Linked DNA regions of Mus musculus: region 2 is linked to region 1. A link is a contact called in public HiChIP or PLAC-seq data. All regions are on one chromosome and are shown on one strand. Each heading gives the region's core, a stretch centred on a gene start, on an enhancer-like site or on the middle of the called end of the contact. The rest is flanking DNA. Distances are from core to core; before and after follow the strand shown.

What was found. HiChIP or PLAC-seq counts read pairs in DNA pulled down with a chosen protein or histone mark.
Region 2: a contact with region 1 is called in an H3K27ac HiChIP or PLAC-seq map of microglia, with 6 times the contacts expected there. The contact joins two enhancer-like sites. A contact is called at or near these places in 5 of 115 datasets of contacts at active chromatin or transcription factors (cardiomyocytes, double positive thymocytes, embryonic basal ganglia and 2 more).

Annotation. Positions count from the first base shown.
Region 1 is chr7:68,591,229-68,594,450 of GRCm38.p6, reverse strand. No RefSeq gene overlaps it. Among named protein-coding and RNA genes, the nearest start is that of Gm34549, 100 kb to the right of the region's middle. Within about 2 kb of position 1,475, at least 5 of the 459 cell types and tissues checked have an H3K27ac peak or open chromatin away from gene starts, as enhancers often do. A contact at or near this core is called in microglia, where this site is marked.
Region 2 is chr7:68,794,263-68,797,484 of GRCm38.p6, reverse strand. The region is part of intron 1 of Gm34612 (a long non-coding RNA gene); the gene reads right to left. Among named protein-coding and RNA genes, the nearest start is that of Gm34612, 3.6 kb to the right of the region's middle. Within about 2 kb of position 1,649, at least 3 of the 459 cell types and tissues checked have an H3K27ac peak or open chromatin away from gene starts, as enhancers often do. A contact at or near this core is called in microglia, where this site is marked.

The sequences.
Region 1 (3,222 bases), core at 226-2,725:
GACAGGAGGAAATGGATGTCCTGACTCAAGCAGGAGATATAAATTCACATGCATGAGCTTTGCTTTGCTTTTTTTTCTTTTTTCTTTTTCTTTTTTTTTTCTATTTGGCCCCTTGACAGATCAGGTACTGCCCACTCACACTAGTGAAAATAAGACATTTTCTATTCAGCCGACTGACTGGGGCATGCCCATGGGCTTAAGCAGAAGCAGTATTTCAACAGAGACCTGGCAGCCAGTCACTTTAGTACATTTAAAGCAAATGACGGAAGAACATGCTTGCTTCCCCATAAACTCAACCTGGAGCGTACTCTACAAGATAGCCACACACCGTGTGTATGGCATGCTGACATGACTCTTCAGCAAGTTTCCTCCTCCCCCTCCCCCACCCCCCATTTCTGAAGAAATCCTTGCATCTTCTGCTCAGGACATCTCTAGGTCCCCTATCAGCCTGCAACAGTGTTATGGCTGAAGCTTCCATCCAGACCAGGCGTGGCAGCCTGTGTACACAGCCCAGCAAACCTCACTGACAGGCTCATTTAGAAGCAAATTAGGGGTTAAGTAAAAAGTGCATGACAGAGGCAAAACGGAGTTTCCCTTTCCCCCTTCCTGTCGGTTAGAATTAGAAAGTGCCCGTGAGCAGCGGGTGTCAAGAATATGAACGTGGGATGTCATTTCGGCTGCCTCTAATTGAAGTCAGGATAAATGGAGTGGAAAGGCAGCGTCTAATCCAATCAAAACATGAAAAAGGTATTTTGACATGTAAATTACAAACTTCCTGTGTATTTTGTCTCCCCAATTACACCCTCCCCTGTCATGTTTTTAAAAATCGTATCTTAATCTCCCAGTCTCCTAATAATTATGTCATCATTCTTGGGCCCTGAACACTGTGTAATGGTATTTTATGGGCTATGTCATTCATTATTAACTAAACTCACACTCTGTCCCTGGTGATACCATATCTCATGGTGTTCAAATATGCCTGGTGTCAGCTCCTGCTTTGTAAACGCTTCGCAGTTCCGCTCTCTGCTTCTTGGTGACATGGGAACGATTTTTTGAAGCATTTTTAGATGTTTAATCCGACTCGCTGGTGTTTTATATGGGGATACCTGATACCTTGGTGGGTTTTTTTTTCCTAATTGTATGAGTGATTAGCTTAAAATATAAATCTCTCATCGTTGGGACTCATTGAAATGGTGTCACACTCATAGAATGGTATTGTGGTTCTTAAAGAAATAGCCCACATTGTGCTCACACAATTGGGACCATCAACAGAAGATGGATAAGTTTGTTTGTTTTTTTAAGAATGCCTATTTGACATGCATAGATGATTTCTTCTGCATTGACGGGGATACCAGCAAATAGAGTGGCAAGTCCCCAAGCAGTTGAAGGTTGAGAGCCTTCAACACTACCCAGCATGTGGCCCTGGGCTTAAAGACTGAAAAGGGAAGCAGTGAGGTACAGGGCTTCCTCCAACTGTCTCTGGGCAACAGGGGCAGACAGAGAACTGTATTTCTCAGGGAAGCAGCTGGACTGCTTCATGGTGTCCTATGCCCCTGCCCCAGGGCCCCAAGGGGGAACATTCTAGAGCCAGTGTGTTTCATTCAGGGTCACTTGTACCCAGAACTGGGGCTTCTCTATGTTCCAAAACAAGTTCCACAGTGAAAGTCACCACGTCCTCAAGGTTTCATTAAAGACCATGTTTTACTCTCAGGCTTACTCTGGTTTAGAGTGCGGCAGTACAGCAAGGAAAGGCACTGGGCTCAGAAAGATGGAGACTCTGATCCCAGACTTTAAGCAAGTCACTTGGCTGCTCTAGCTCAGCCTCAGGATGCTCACTCACCTAGCACGGAGGTCATAGCACATTTGCATGGAGTCAGATGAGATAGATGTGGTTGCACGTCCATTAGCGGGATTAAAACTAAATGACCAAAACTGAGGATTTCAGTTAAAGCCGGGAACCTTTATTTTGTGTCCCTGTTCTACCACTGATTAGCTCTTAGGCTTCAGTTTCTTCTATTTTCAAAGTGGATAAAACAACACATCTCCCTAAGGAAGGTGAGGTAGCTCAGACCTAAGTGTTTTTTCTGAGGTGCACAGCATATGGGAGATATTATAAGGTCACCAGAACCACAGACTTTGTCACTGACTAAGTCTGAATGGCAGAATTGACTGATGTCCCAATCCAAGTGATCAACCTTGACGTCATACACAACAGGCAACACCGTTTCGGGGTCTTGGCAGGTTGTGCTTATATGATTGTGCACCTCTGTAAAGGAAACAGCAACAACCAAGGAAAAGGAGGTTGTGAATTTGAGAGGGAGCAAGGGAAATTTGAGAGTCCATGGAAAGGGTTGAGGATGAAAAAAAAGGGAGAAATGATGCAATTATCTTTTTAAAAAAAACAGAAATATAGATTTGAAAATTATTTTTTATTTTATTAATCATTATTACTAATATCTTGGGGACCAAACTAGTAAATTAAACACTATCATATTGTATGTGTTTGTGTGTGTGTGTCTGTGTATCAAAACAAGACAATTGAGTCTTATGTCACTTAACAATAATGACATGTTTTGAGATGTGTGTTTAGATGACTTGCTATTATACAAGAGACTAAAAGTATGCTCTTGGCTAGGACATCACCAAATGATGTAATCACACAGGATTCTTGACCCATATGGAGTCCAGTGTTGGCCAAAACATCATTACATGGTTGCAGTACAGCACAGATGTTGCATGTAGAGCTGAGTGTTTCGGTTTCAGGCATGCACTAGGAGTCTCAGACCCTAGCCCTGAGTAAGGGGAGGCAATATGTTAGGGCTTCAGGGACAGTGGTCCCTGTGCAGCTATGCAGATATGGGAGGGAGTTTATGGATGCCGCCAGCCAGTCCAAAGCTGCTTCTTCACGCTCCTCTAATCAGTATCACACTGGCCCTGTATGGATTGTAAAATTTAAGAGGGAAAGGGCTCTGTCCTCAATAATTTCAAAAACTCAACCTTTTGGGGAAATTAGCCCCAATAAAAAATGATACATCAGATATGCTTTTTGAGAGGTTCAAACAGAGCAGTGCACTGTGCTAGAACATTCTTAAGGAAGCAGATAGGACAAAGAGATCATCCCATAGAAACAGAACTGCTAATAGTCAGCTTATCAGTATGACATTGGACAGTATTATATAAATTGCACAGGCAAGGGTTTTTAATTAGTTCTCTGCAGCAGAT
Region 2 (3,222 bases), core at 400-2,899, 200 kb before region 1:
ATATTGTAAGTAGAAGGCAACAGAAAAAAATGTCATCAACAGATCAAACCCAGAGGGAAAAGTCGGAGGCCACAGGTAAGAGAAAGGAACCAAAGACACATGGAATGGGATAGAATGACAACACCACAGGACAGGGTCACAGGAAGCAGTCTCAGTAAAGGTAAAGTAAAGGTTGCCTTTCAAGAAGAAAAAATGGAATCCTCTTGGCTAAACAAAAACAAAGCTCGTTTGTACACTCGCTTAAGATAGACTATTGAAAACAGGAAGAGGCGTAATGTTTGAAACTAAAGAATAAAAATGAGGCTATGCCAGGTAAGTATTAACAAGAAAAATGACAATATACACGCAGGCTGGCAGTAAGAAAGAAGGTACATTCTCCTCAGGGTATGGCCAGGAACACAGAAACCACTGCACATAATTCTGATAGAGTGGATTTAGTGCAGCCAACCCACAGGTTTGCAGGAAAGACGGGGCTATACTCAGAAGGAGAGAGAGAGATGACCGCATCGGTGCTCTGGGTTTCAGGATTGCTGGGGTGTCTATAGGTGGTCAGTGATAGCAGGATTCATGGTGCGACACAACGCAGGCAGGCAGAGGGGATAAGTGTTGAAACTGTAACTTCTCTATCCCTTCTACTCAATGACCCCTTTCTAAACCTCTCTCTGGCCTGCCTGAAATCCAGCTGAGAAGGGAACATGAGGCCCTGACACTACTGCACATGACCGGCCTCCTATAGCACTTATGCAAAGCATAGCTGGACTGAGAGCATGTGGAGAACAAGTGGGCCCAGGAAAGTCAAAGAATGATGCTAAGTGCATTGGATATTTTAGAAGGGCAGAATCAAGTGCAATCAAACAGTAAGCGGGAGCTTATGTGAACTGAACAAGATAGCTTGAAAATTATATGCTGCAGCTGGGATATATTGTGATGGTAAAGTACTTGCTTAGCATGAACTGGGGAGGAGATGGAAGGGAGGGAAGGAAGAAGGGAGGGGAGGGAGAGGGAGAGAAAGAAAGAGACAGAGACGGAGAGAAATAAATGTTCAAGGACTGGACCTGTGGGAAGGAACTTGCTTTTGTTACAAGCTTTTATTGTAAACTCTTCTTCAATCATGACATGGAATCACAGGTAAATCCCAAAAGATGTCTAGCAATACTTTGTGGGACTACTCTTTGAAGGGAGGTGCTGGCCTTCATGGTGGGTTAAGACAAAAAGTATATATAAGCAGACCGTGAAACCACAGGACCAAAGAAGAAAGGTGTGTGAGTGGGTCTAGAGAATTAAAAATGTACCAAGAGAAGTGTATTGAGGAGTGTGTGTGTGTGTGTGTGTGTGTGTGTGTGTGTGTTTTCATGTACACATGATTGTAAAAGCAAGATAGAATGCATTGAAGGATTTTGAGCAACCTGCCAACATTGATAACATCATTGAAAGAATGAGAAAGAATGGGCAATATCAATCTGAGGCAGGAGTGTAAGACTCACGACTAAGAAGTTAAAAGGAGAAACTGACGACTGTATATAAGATTAAAGCTAAGTACTTGAAGTCAGAGGAGAGAAACCTAAGAAAGAAGAACTACAGGAAGCAACTCAGAAAAGGGTCTGGGGGGCTGCAGAGTCGAACATCTGAGGAGGAAGTGTTCAACAGGACGTGCGTTTGAGGGTGACCAAGAAGGTTCTGCCCATTACAGGAAAAACATTCCACTGTGGTCAGCACCACTGTGGAAGCCCAAAAAGGAACTGAGGTTGAATAACCCACCACCAGCCTTTCGTGTTGCCTCCAGAACTTAAAAGGGGTATGAGTCTACCATGAAATCTCCAGGCACAGGAGCTGCACAAGTGGTCAAAGCAGGGTTGGTCTCACAAAGCAAGAGTGTAGCCCAGTGGTTACAAAAAGTGTAGCCCAATGGGTGTAGCCCAATGGTTTAGAGTGCTCTTTTTTTTTTTTTTTTTTTTTTTGATGCAATGAGACTAAAGCTAATGTTTCCCAGTATTATTATACAGACTCCCACTTGTTTCAGACAGGAAAACCTTCCTTGTTATTGTTTCATGGCAGTAGTTATAAACTGCCATAAACTGGCCTGAAACTTACAACTTTAGGAGAAACCAACTGGTAAAACATACACAGACGTTACACAAAGTGATTTGGACCAAATTGGTTTTAATTTTGCTTATTATTACAGAAATAAGTATACTTTTGGCATTTTGTCAGTTCTAATATAGAAATCATTAAAATTTTCCCTTTTAATATAATATAGTTCAAAACAAAATTAATGATTAAAACAGTATGAATTATAATTATATTTTAATATTACTGCTGGGAAGTTAAATTAGCACTAATGAAGACTCTAACTTTGATTTTCAAAAGACACGTGTTAATTATTTCAAAGGGAGACTTAAAAATAAGTCAATTTGCACTTTTGGTCACTGTAAATTTAATCTTTTCAATCAATATTTTAATTAGTTGCACATAAGGAAACTTTTCATATGATACAATAGTTTTTAAGAACTTGAGACCTCCAAACAGCATCTTCAAAGTCATTAGCACATAATACACTTGAATAAATCGCAGTTTCCAGGAGAGTTCCCTTAGAAGGGGTTGTGAGATTAGCTATTAAATCACTGCCCAGCAAGGCATGGTGACACACTTGTCTATTCCCAGTGCTACGGACACAGAGGCAGGTGGATCTCTGTGAGTTCTAGGTCAGCCTGGTCTACAAAGTGAGTTCCATGCCAGCTCTCAAATACATCCTTGATACCAGTATCTGGTTCAAGAAGTTAGGGAGGGTCTGGGATGAGTTTGGTGGAAAAAAGTGTTATCAGAATATTCTATGAAAAAATTAAATACAAAATAATAATAAAAGAAAGTTACTTTAGAGAGATTAGCTTTCCACCAAATAATATGTAATATTAATGAAACTCTACTGGAAAGTTCTACATTTGTTTGAGGCTTTTATAGTGTTCTACTAAAATAATTTTCCATATTTATGTCATTTTTTATTTTATTCACTGATTCTAGATGAACTTTTTAAAATATAGTTTCAATATTGACATCTTGCAATATAAATGTTTATTATTCTTATACTTTCTTAAGCCCAGTAGTCACTAGATATGTGGCCCCAATGGCAAAATGGAAAACCTAGATTTAAACCAGCACGATAAAATGAAATACATACATACATGCATACATAATACATACATACATACATGCATATATATACAT